2 separate regions of the Xenopus laevis genome follow, and region 1 is linked to region 2. A link is a contact called in public Hi-C data. All regions are on one chromosome and are shown on one strand. The core of a region is the stretch at or near the end of the contact, and the rest is flanking DNA. Distances in the headings are between cores, read along the strand shown.

Region 1 (6,007 bases), core at 667-3,166, 160 kb before region 2:
TGGAATACCGTCATGTATATTTTTTCTTTCTTCGTAAAGGTTCATTAGCTAATAACCCATCTCCATTATCGCAAGCTGCAGTGCCTGTCCACTAATATCTTTGAATCAGGCTCCGAGATTGCTTAAATTTCTTCCATATGGTGAGAAGCGTCCTATCAAGGCAGGACTATCCGATGGGCTTAATATTTATATGACATATATCATATTTACATTTTTCATGAGAGAAGCATGTATCCATGTCAGTGAGTGTATATTTAGATAAGTGAGTATGTGAGAGTGGACAAGTGTGAGCGCCACTGAGTGTGTGTCTGTGGGTAAATAAGTTGTCAGAGATTGATTCTGAAAGAGAGATTGAAATCAAGTGCCAACTCCAAGGGAGAACGGTCTGTGTATATATATATATATATCTATATATAGATATATATATATACCACAATGAAAAGACCGCACCAATCAGGTCTTGAAAAAAAGTGAAAAAAATATTTATTCAACATTTCGGCTCCTCACTTGAGCCGTCTTTTTTTCAAGACCTGATTGGTGCGGTCTTTTCATTGTGGTAAATATGGCTTTTTTGACCTGCACACAGGTATGTGAATGAATGTTTGCCGAGTGCACCATACTGGATCTCTGTGAGTATATATATATATAGAGATAGATAGATAGATAGATAGATAGATAGATAGATAGATAGATAGATAGATAGATAGATAGATAGATATAGATATATATATGGAACATGGGGGAACACTCACCAATCAAAAACACAGCAAACATACAAAGAGTAAATGATTTTAATAGACCAGTAAAAGAAATTCCAACGTTTGATCACATCATAGTGATCTTCCTCAGGGAAGATCACTATGATGTGATTGAAACATTGGAATATCTTTTTTTGGAATATCCACATGTTTGGATAAGAGAAGTTGTGTGTAGAGGTGGTGTCTGTGTTAGTATTAGTGAGGGGTGTGTGGCAATGTGTGTACATGACAGAAGGTGGAAATGTGGGTGACAGTGGAATGTGTGTGTCTGTGTGCTGTTACCAGCAAGTGAGAGAGTGAGAGAAAGAGCATGTGTGTATGTTAGTGTCGCTGATAGAAAGGGGGACCATTACATATACACATCTGTATCACACTTGGAACTGTGCAGATATAAAGTAATCTAATAATTCCAAATACAAACTTGAGTTGAAATAAAGGAAGAGCAAAGAAGAGACAAAAGAAATGACTTAAATAGTCACACTTGAACTCCAAACGCTTCCTTCTAACAAAAGACAACGAGGGCAGATACAAACAGGTCCTGCTGTCTGACTGGTGATGATCAAAACTGAGAGAATTCAATGTTTTTTTGGGAGGGGGTGCGGGTGTTACAAAACAAATGCAAACTATAAACAGCTATTTAAATAGCTTAGTAAAATACAAACATTCACTCCTGAAGTTCATATGTATAACTGACTGTACCCAGTGATCTTGAGAGTGCAGGGAATTAGCAAGATAATAGGAAGGAACACAGGATTGTACAACACTGATATTAGCACAACAAAGAGCACTATTGCAATACAGACATTAAGAAGGTAAATGAGGGGAGGTTGCTCTTTTTTCTGTTCAATTGAATATAATAATAATCTAATAATACATCTCACTGACTGCCTTTTGTTAGTACTTGTCCCCCCTCTCTATATCCCTTTAATTGTCTTCATATCCTTGCGATGCAATTGAAGTGTGATTGTAAAGGGAGGCTGAGAAGGAGAAGTGTCTGACAGTGAGGTGGGAGAGGGGTGCTGTTCCTAGAGGGTCTTACTGAGCAAGTTTCTTGTGAGTCAGGTAAGGGAGGGTTGCTTCATACTTACAGTTCAGTGACCTGCCCTGTTTCTGGATGTCTCTGACAAGCCCTTTGTATTTCCTATGCACCCTCTGCTTTGGGGTCTGGAAGTCTGTAGTAAAATGTGTTTGGGCTCCAGTCTAATAATGAGCGCTGATTGGCAGAGAGGAAGGGGAGCGCGTCACAACAGCCAAGCCCTCACTTGGCCCCTAGACTCAGCCTCTTAAAGTCACACGGGCGCGCGCAGCGTTTATGTTACAATGAATGAATAAGCGGGGAAGGTGCCAAAAGGAGCGAGTGCAGTATCCAACTCTAGTACGGATGATATAATTGCCAGTAACAGCTGCACCAAAGTCTCACTCCCCCAGCCTGAACTAAATAACTGCCCCATGTTGCGCTCCTCTCCTCCCACCCCAGCTGAAACGCAGGCACAGGCTATACACCCGCCGCCTTACAGAATGCAGGTAACGTTGCGCCCTGCTGCTCTCCCTCACAGCCAGTCACATAGTAACATAGTAACATAGTAAGTAAGGTTGAAAAAAGACACATGTCCATCGAGTTCAACCTTTTTTTTTTTTTTTTATTAACTACCTATCTGCCAGTTGATCCAGATCCCAGATCCAGATCCCTTCCCAGAGACTATTATTGCTAATGCGACTATGCACCAAACTATACCTGCTATCCCACAACCACACTCCCTTCCCAGAGACTATTATCCCACTGTTACTATATAGGCACCATCTCTCCCTACTATACCTGCTATCCCATAGTCACAGTCCCTTCCCAGAGACTATTATGGCCACTTCTACTTTAGGCACCATCTCTCCATACTATACCTGCTATCCCACAGTCACACTCCCTTCCCGAGACTATTATCCCACTGTTACTATAGGCACCATCTCTCCCTACTATACCTGCTACCTCACAGTCACACTCCCTTCCCAGAGACTATTATCCCACTGTTACTATAGACACCATCTCTCCCTACTATACCTGCTACCTCACAGTCACACTCCCTTCCCAGAGACTATTATCCCACTGTTACTATAGGCACCATCTCTCCCTACTATTCCTGCTATCCCAATGCCACACTTTCTTCCCAGAGACTATTATTGCCTCTTCTACTTTAGGAACCATCTCTCCCTACCATATCTGCTACCCCACAGTCACAGTCCTTTCCCAGAGACTATTATCCCACTGTTAGTATAGGCACCACCCTTCCCTACTATACCTGATATCCCACAGTCACAGTCCCTTCCCAGAAGTTATTATCCCACTGCTGCTATATGCACCGTCTCGCCTTACAAAAATATTAATTCACTTCCTTTTTTTCATAATTTAGCTAAACCCTCCAGAGAATCCAGGCAGTTCAGCAAAAGCTACACTCAAAAGTATCCAGACACTTTCCTCTTGCATTAAGAAATTGGCTCTCAATATGCTGCTATAGCAACCCTTGACTTTCTGGGAAGAGATTAGAGCGAGAGACTACAATGGTGGTAGAGACACTAGCCTGAACCATGAAATACAGCCCTAGACCATTATGTCTCCTGTACCTAAGAGTAAAGCTGGCCATAGGCGCAAAGATCCCATCGTTCGAATCCTTGAACAATCGGACTTCCCCATCTCCAGACCTGCTCCTAAAGCTGGCCATAGATGCAAAGATCCGATCGTATGAATCATCGTACGATCAGACATTCCCATCTCCCGACCTGCCACTAACCATTCCAATCAAATAAAGTAGTAAAAGAACAGATCAGCCGATGTTCTGCCCCTGAGAGCAATCGTACAAAAGTTATGTCCGACCAAAGCTAGTGACAGTCTCCCTCTGAAAATCGTACGATCGGCAATACATGCAGAGAAATTATCATCAGCCGACGATCTCCATGGGACGAAAAATGTTGGGACTCTCCACACACAGTCCGAAAATCGGATTTTTGCATCTATGGCCAGCTCTACCATCAAGAAATCGGGCAGGTAGTGTTTTCCTAGTATCTGACTAACCTAGAATTTTTATTCACACTACCAGAAATTCAATATCCATTTCTGCCAATGGCACTGCACATAGTGAAGTTTGGTTTGTTTGCTCTGATCACCTATAAAACAAAACACCACTTTTTGTGCTGACATTACTTCTGGAGAAAGTCTGAAGCTCAACAGTGGATGTTCCAACTGAGGACATGACAATTTAAATGGAGTGTAGGGATACTTTTGGCTTAACAATGTGTCTGGATACTTTTGGTCATATAGTGTATAACTGAATAACTCTCATCATTAGTTTCTCTAGTTATGTTGATGATCTGTCTAATGTTGCAGGAATACATTCTATATGGCACAATTTATGCTTTCTGCTTAGTATGTACATGCTCAGATACATTCTTGCTTTATTCATTTGGCATCCATTGCTTTTGAACAGCTGTGCATTTAAAAGTTGCTAGTGGATGTCGAATTCTTGGCTAGTACAAGTTTTTGTGGCATCTATTACAGCATACATCACTGGGTTCTGGACTGAAATTCAATAGTATACAAACAGTTTCATTATTTATCCAACTGTCATTTATCAAGGAAATAAATCTGCTGCAGGAAATGAACAGTGAATGATCTTAACTAGAAATGGACTCTGCCAGGACATAAGGATTAAAGGGACTGTATTTTATTTCTCAATCCTTTTCCATTATTTACATGGTCAGTTGCTTACATAGAATCATTGTTATTTTTTGTAGAGCCAGCGAAAACTTTTTTTTAGTTTTGAAGGGGTTGTTCACCTTCCAAACACTGTTTTTGATGCAGATTGTTCACCAGAAATAAAGGCTTTTTCCAATTGTTTTCCATGTTTTATTTTTTTTACAGTTTTTCCAAAATACACCAATGAAACCACACACGCATGATCATATGCGTTTTTCAGCCAGTAATTTTCTTTTCCCAACATGCATTTCTGTTTTTTCACATTCCCCACAATTCCACTCAGAAGAATTTTAATAAAGTTTTGCGGAAAACAATTTACACGCAGAATGTAGCAGTAATGCTTGTCAATACGCAACGTAATTACTTTACTAGCATACAACGGCATAAATACATATATACCAAATCCATCCCGCGAGAGTTTGGCCGCCATGTTGAAAATACGCAGTATATTTCAGCAAAGTGTATTTCTAAACCTGCGGATCCCATAGAGTTTAATAATATGGTGTTTTCTTGGCGTATTGGCGTTTCTGCTAAAAAAAAAAATGCAAATACCGGCATCTTGTGGCTGATGTTGGCTCGCAATCGCCCCCTGGGAATTGCTATAGTGTGTATTCCATTATTTTCAATAGGGCTTCATGTTGCTGTACGGTTTTAAAAAACGCAACATAAAAATGCCACGTGTGACCTTGCCCTTAAAGTTTAATGTTCATCCATCTGGTGTTTAAGTCGGCCAGCTAAATAATCCAGGTGTCGATTCTGAAATGTTACAATCTGCTCTATTAGTTGATACATTTCTCAGCAGCATCTGTGGAATATTATAAACTATTGTATCAATTCTAAGTGCACTGGATGAATGCTTTGGGGAATGTAAATTGCCAGTAAACCCATCTTTCTTTTACACTAGTGCACTGTTCTACCTGAATCCTGCCAATTGGGAAAAAAACAAATCTTTGTTTTACGCAGCATTAATTAACTTGATCTCCAAAATATGCCATTGTCTTTTCACTGAGGCTAGTGACACAAGCTAAGATTCGGGGAGATTTAGTCGCCCAGCGACACAGGGGTCACCCAGGGTCGGCTAGAATCAAATCATTGAGGAAACTTCGGGCGACTTCAGAGTGCCATCCCCCCAGCGATTTAGATTCTAGCCGGTGCTTTTCAGGGAGATTAGCCGCTCGAAGAAGTGGTGATTTCATCCCTGGGTGATTATACCCCCCCGAATCTTAGAGTGTGTCACTAGCCATAATGTTCTATATAAACAAATAAGTTTTTGATTTTTTACAGTTGTTTTTTCCCTTTAATTCTAAAACAATGAATTGTTATTGATATTATTTAATCTTAATTTCATTTTGATGCCACAACCATCCTATTTTTATGTTTTTCTTAGTAGCCTTAAAAGGGATATCAATGTTCTAAAAGAAAACATAATAAATCATTTCCATTCTAATATATATGCTATATCAAACATTCTTATCAAATTAGCTTATACGTATTCTGTAAGTATTTC
Region 2 (6,587 bases), core at 4,081-6,580:
TGCTAATACCACCAGAGAGTGGAGAAGCCACATGCTGAGTTTTATTGTTTGAAGAAAACATTATTGCACCTTTGTTGAATTCATTCTACCTTTTGAAGTAAGCACTATAAGCACCTTGTTTTACTTATTAAAATTAGAATTTTATTTTTGGAGATAGCACTTTAAGCACTTTAGAACACATAAGAAAAATCTGTACCTAGACTTTCTATGGTTCATGGCACACACAGATTTGTGTTGCAACACCCTGGTGACTACACTGAATATTAACAATATCGCACTAGGTTCTGTTATTTGTTTTCTTCCATAGACTGTGACGCTGATTTATAATTTTATCTTGATTTGGTAATCCAGTGGAGGAACTGCGAAAAAGATTGGCAAATGAAAGAATTTTGTGGGTTTACTTTTCCTTTAGTGTAGAGACACACGCTCAGATTCTCCCCTTACTTCCTCCTGCTGGCTAGAATCGAAATCGCTGGTGGAACGGCACTTGGAGTGCTTCATTTTCCGAAGTCGCTCGAAGTTTCCTCTTAAGCCAACTTGGGCGACTTTGGAAAACGAAGCCCAAGCATTGCCATCCGGCGGGTGATTTACATTCGGGGAGATTAGTCGCCCTGAAGAAGAGGAAATTTGTCGCTGGGCGACTAATCTCCCCGAATCTGAGCGTGTGTTTCTGCCCTTAATTTTGTTAATTTTGTTCATTTCGCTATTTTAACTTTGTTACACAGTCACAAATGTTTGAGGCTCCTGTTATATTGTACTGAGAGTATGAGAAGAGATGAGAACCTCTGTGCTTAACCTGGAATCAATGGACTTCTGCCCATTAAAACGTCAGCTCTGACTCATGGCTTTCTATATGTCTGGGGTTTTATAATAAGGGTCCATTTTATAAAATGATTCAGCTGGTCAAAGTAGTGAAAATCCAGTGAGATGCATGGATAATTATGTTCGCTACAGGAACAACAGTAGGCGTAAATTCTATACACTGGTGTATTTATCATTGGCTCCATTGACCTGAAGTCACCATCATTGTTTTGAAGAATGATCCTACCTTTCAGGAGTTCATAGGCTCGGCTCACATCAAATTTCCGGGCCCGAATGAACCTCAGGAAGAAATTATTTTCCTTGTCTTTGACTTTCTCGGCCACTGCTTTGCACAGCTCATCCCCTGCCTTGGCCTTCTCCTGAACCAGTGCCAGAAGGTCTTTCACAGCCGATTCTCTATTCTCTTCTGTCTCATTTAATTCATCTTTGGCCTGAAAAATATGAAAAAAAGAATCATTAAGGCACTAAACAATGTGTCTGTAGAAAGTCTCATTATCCCAAATACTGTGCAAATGATCATTTGAGCAAATCATGGGCATATATCCAAAGGGCAATGGTACATCTGTGCCTGCGTGTAGCTATGTAAATGTATGTTTTTTACTAAGGCAGGGGAATACAGGTGCAGGGGCTATAGATGTCTCAGGTCCTTCAAACCACTAGAATTTTTTATGTTTTGGAATTATTCTTCAACCTTTTTTGCACCACATATTTACATGGCAAGATCAAATTGCCCTGGCAGCTAAGGGATTACGTTACGTAGGGCTTCCATGTTGTTTGGCTTGTCAAAAGCATGTTTTAATATAATTCAGCTGAGAAGTACACTGTATTAACCCCTGGATGGTGCTGTTCTTGTAAGGTTAATGGAAACCTGGATTTCCATGAGTATAAAAGCACTAAACCTTAGGACTTGTACTTTTATATGATCATGATGGAATTCCTGGCTCATAATATCCTTTTATTTTACAAAAGGGGTACATTATTCACTATATTATCTAGTATTTATCTACAGTATTTACAATGCCCTACATTGTAAATTATATCCTTTTAAATGGCAATTTATGACTTAAAGAAATACGGACATCATGTGCACTGTCCCGCAATCTCTCCCAGCAACTCCAGCCCCCTCACTGAACACCCAGTACTGACTCTCCTGCTGTCTGCACCCCCACTTGTTGGGTCCTCCACTCCTGCACTGCTTCCAAACCAGTCTATCCATCAGTTCAGCCACTACCCCTGCTACTCTTTTCCCTTTCACCTGTCCCCAGATTTATTATGGCCGTGGATGACACCAGCTGTAGGTGACCCGATCCAGGTGAAAGGAACAGAGGTGAGAAGAACCACAGGGCAAGGATACAGTGGAAAGGAGGAAGACAACAGAGGGGATAGTTGTCATCTTTTACCTGGAGACAATCCAGGCAGGGGGCAGAGTCAATGACATTTGGGGAGGACCAATGGCAATGATAGGGGCAAAGTTATGATGCGGTATGATAGCAGGTTGAATCTTTGGCCATGTAGGCCATGTAACCCCAGACAGGCAGTTCTGAGACAGTCCTTCTAAAAATTCGACAGGTGGCAACCCTAGGGGAAGGTGGGAGCTCCCTGAAGACACACACAACAGGTCCAGTGACTGTAGATAATAATTAATAAAGTACCTCCTACTAAAACGTAAAACAATATTAGTAATCACCTGAGAGTTACATGACCTGTACAAAAGCACTCCTCAATGGCATCTAATTTCTTTATAGGGGTGCATTATCCACTGTATAGCATACAGGTCTACCCCAACGGCTCATTAACAGTGACAAAACACAGTGCCAGGTCCAAATAGTGCTGCACAATTGTGCCAGTCAAAATGCCATTCAGTAAAGTCATTGCATCTTTCTATACTTTATACATGTGCCATACCGGTTGCTCCTGCCTTACTGTACAGGCACAGCCCTCTGGCCAGGGGTCATCCACAGCGGCACAGAGCCGAAAATGGGCACCACCAAATGCTGAAAAAGTTTTGCTCCTTTGTAGAATCCTAAATAAGTTCCTCCACATGCAAAGTTTTTGGAATGCTGGGTAACACTGCCATGGGTCATATGCTTTGTCTTTTAGAGAATAGTACCATTTGTTCCTCCTCACTTTAAGGATCTTGTTGAAGCAAACCCAAATACATGTGTGAAAACCCCCATGAAACATCTTTATAGATCTATAGCAAGAGCACTTTCTAGAGTAACATCTTGTAAATAGGAAGCAGAGAACAGACTGAAGTAAGAGAATGATTACAAAATTGAGGGCAAATTGCAGCTTAAATTTTAATAACATAAAATGTGTTATATATTAAGCCAGGGCCAACAATATCCCTTCTATACTCAATGTACCCAGAAAGCCAACTTGCTTTGTCCTTACCTTCTGCACGGTGTACTCTGGTAGCTTCCCACATTTACCAAAGACTGAGCCATGGTCTTTAGTAGTGAGCCGCTCAAGCTTGGCCCTGAGAGACTGTTCCTCCTCAGAGACAATGCGATAGGTTCCAGTCTGTAGCCAAAAACAGAAATACCTTTTCTAACTGAAACATATTTATCATGCCTTATCTTAGTTTACCAACAGCTTTTGCTTTCTTTTTGCCAATATTATTATTTTTTCCTTCTTATTCGGCTAAAGCAGCACATGGATAAACTGATGATTTTCAGACTTCGTTAAATGAAGAAAGCAGTAGGGTTGCTATGGGTAGGTGTTGTTGAACCCCCTTATGGGGGACACTCTGCATCTTGCCCTGGATTGGAGTTCATTGTAACTGTTGTGTTGGTAAAATGAAAGTAGTTTCATTGTCACTGCTCTCCGGTGTTAATTTCCAGGAATAACACAAGAGATACAGATAATTCTTAAATAAGCAAAGAGCAAAAAAAAAACTATTTTTAATTGAACTTACACTGAACATAGGTGTATATTCCCCTACATTTAGCCCCATTAACAGTAGTACGCAAAGGAAAAAAAAGGAGCCAAGCAGTAAAGCGGTAAAGCCACATATGCCCAGGGGAGATTGTATTGCTAGTCTCTAACATCAGGAGAATACTTACTATCTCTGACATTTGACTTCTTCTGTCTTCACGCAAGGAGCTGGGAAAATATTTACAATAAGATGAAGTGTGAGAAACCATTTGGTTTGTTTAAACAATATTTTAGTCCATTTATATACAGCAAACCCTGCCCTTTCTAAATCCAGTCTCCCACTATTCTGTTACATGCACGATCATAGATCATATTGCATTCTTTCTTCTGGGCCCAGGGCACCCTCTTCTCTATGACTATATACACAAAGGTGTGCACATTTTGCATTATTGGTATGTAACAAATGAGGATTCTGCCAGACCCTTCCCATCAGTGATCTGATCAGTGATCTGATGATCTAGGAAGCTCCGAATTACGGGATGGCCTTCTCCCATAATGGACTCCATTTTATCCAAATAATAATCTTTAAAAATGATAATAATAAAACAGTACATTGTACTTGATCCAAACTAAGATATATAAGAATTAATCCTTATTGGAACCAGCCTATTGGGTTTATTTAATGTTAAATGATTTTGTAGAAGACTTAAGGTATGAAGACTTAAATCACAGAAACCCCAGGTCCCAAGCATTCTGGAAAACAGATCCTTTACCTGTTCTGTGGGAATGAGTGTCACTTAGTTTAAGCTATTGCCTATAAATTAATGCAGGAAAAAATGACGATAACTTGTAGGCCATAATTGTAACTTTATATACAATGCATTAAGCCAAAAATATGGTATTTTCCACCTGGATCTGGGCAGGTCCCACTGTCTGAATAAAAATATTAGTGGCGGTGCCGCTAACAGACTGACAGAATATGATTTGCAAGATTATTTAGTTCCATGGTAACTAAACTGAAACATTAGTAAGCATTACATTTAAGAGCGATTTCACTTTTTTTCCCCCCAGTCTCACTGAAAAGAATTTTAATTTAGAAAACAGGTGGCACATTAGGAAAACATTTTATGATTTCCTTTGGGTCTCGAGATGAGGCAAAGGGAATTCTAGGATACTTGGAGAGCATCAAACATTGGGATGGTAATCTGGCCATTAACATTCGAGCAATGTGTAACAAGTGGAGCCAGCGATGCTCAGACAGAAAACCCCATTGTGTCTGGGACTTTGGGAAACACTCTTCCTTCTGTTCTGTTTATGCTGGTACTAATTCAGCTTAATAAACCCGTAGTATCATTAAATGGAAAACATCTGTTTCCTTTACTGGGAATAATCATCTTTTCACATTCTTTCTCACTCACTAGTGATGTCAGAAGAAGGGAAATCTCTTATCTAGCTAAAGGAGCTGGTAAAAGAGCTAAAACAGCAGTTTCAAGCCCAGTTAAGCCTTACCCCATGCCCAGTACTCACCGCAAAAGAGTGGCACAAGTGCTGGTTTGGCTTCAGCTACCAAAAGCAAGTCAAGGTGTTAATAAAGCAGGACGGATGGGCAGAACGTACCCAAGATCTGTGCTGTCGAGAGAAAAAGCAGCCAAAGCTTTCTATAGTCATCGGGTTAGGATTATCCGTCACAAGGCATTACTCAGTCAGGCTTATTAATTAAATCAGCACAAAACACTCCATGCCATTAAGTGCCACAAGAAAGGAGGAGAAAAGTTACTGGTCGGCAGAGAAATGACGTGGGGGCAGGGAAAGTAACCCTCTGATTAATCCCATGAAATCAAGAGAGAGCTTTGCTAAGCACTGCCGACCCTTTGGTTAGATCCTCTAAAGTGTTAACTTCATCCACTAGTGCAAGGGTCTGCAACCTTTTTTACTCATGAGCAACATTCAGATGTAAAAATAGTTGGGGCACAACACTAATATAAAAAATATTCCTGGGGGGTACCTAGGGTTGCCACTTTTTGTGGAAAAAAATACCGGCCTTCCTATATATTTATCTTTTTTCCCTATTAATAACATTGGGATCAATCATCATTTTTACTGACAAGGCCGGTAAAATACCAGCCAGGTGGCAACCCTAGGGGTACCAAATAAGGGCTGTGATTGCCCATGTGGTAGCCCCTATGTGAACTGACAGCCTATATTGAGGCTCTGTTTGGCAGTACAGCTGTTTTTTACACAACCAAAACATGCCTCCTGATTTGAGGCCCTGGGAGCAATATCCAAGGGGTTGGGGAGCAACATGTTGGGGTCATGATGAAATAATAATAAATAATAAGAGAGAACGCCGATCTATGATGGGAAATAGTCTGTATAAAGGGACTAATCAAATAATATAAAATAGTAATGGCACCCCCAAAGGAAAGGCTGACCTAAGCCAGATGGGTGTTGAATGGAGGGTGTTAATAGTGGCCCTATAAAGCCATATAAAACTGTCCTCGTATAATATCAAGGCCCTGCTGCCCAAGGCTAAACGGTTAACATTAGTTAGGGACACGAGATAGAATTGTAGCTACAGAACTGCACATACTCCCTGTCTACATTTAGTAGCAATAGACTTACAACAGTTGGGCACAGGAAACCGTTATCTTGAGCAACATGTTTTCCAGAAATGCTGCTCAGATGTCTTGACCCTCTTTTATGGCAAATCTATGTACCCCCTTTCCTTACAGTAAATGCCATGTTAAAAGTATAAAATCTTGAACAAATAGGGGTGACATTTGAAGCTCTCTGTGTCATACTTGCCAAGCTTCCCAAGATTCCAATGTTTTGTTTTATAAACTCTTATTCTGAAGAACCTTGTCTTGGAGTCTTGTTTAATAATAAGG

What was found. A called contact is a pair of places that touch in the nucleus more often than the background predicts.
Region 1: a contact with region 2 is called in a Hi-C map of the XL177 cell line, with 2.3 times the contacts expected there. The contact joins the promoter of hapln3.L here to the promoter of rlbp1.L in region 2.

The regions. Positions count from the first base shown.
Region 1 is chr3L:115,710,717-115,716,723 of Xenopus_laevis_v10.1, reverse strand. It overlaps hapln3.L (hyaluronan and proteoglycan link protein 3 L homeolog), which reads right to left and starts at 1,916. Exons shown (of 7, transcript NM_001086162.1): 1 at 1,847-1,916.
Region 2 is chr3L:115,553,806-115,560,392 of Xenopus_laevis_v10.1, reverse strand. It overlaps rlbp1.L (retinaldehyde binding protein 1 L homeolog), which reads right to left and starts at 5,330. Exons shown (of 8, transcript NM_001086917.2): 1 at 5,227-5,330; 2 at 3,888-3,927; 3 at 3,217-3,345; 4 at 1,049-1,253. The coding sequence starts at 3,899.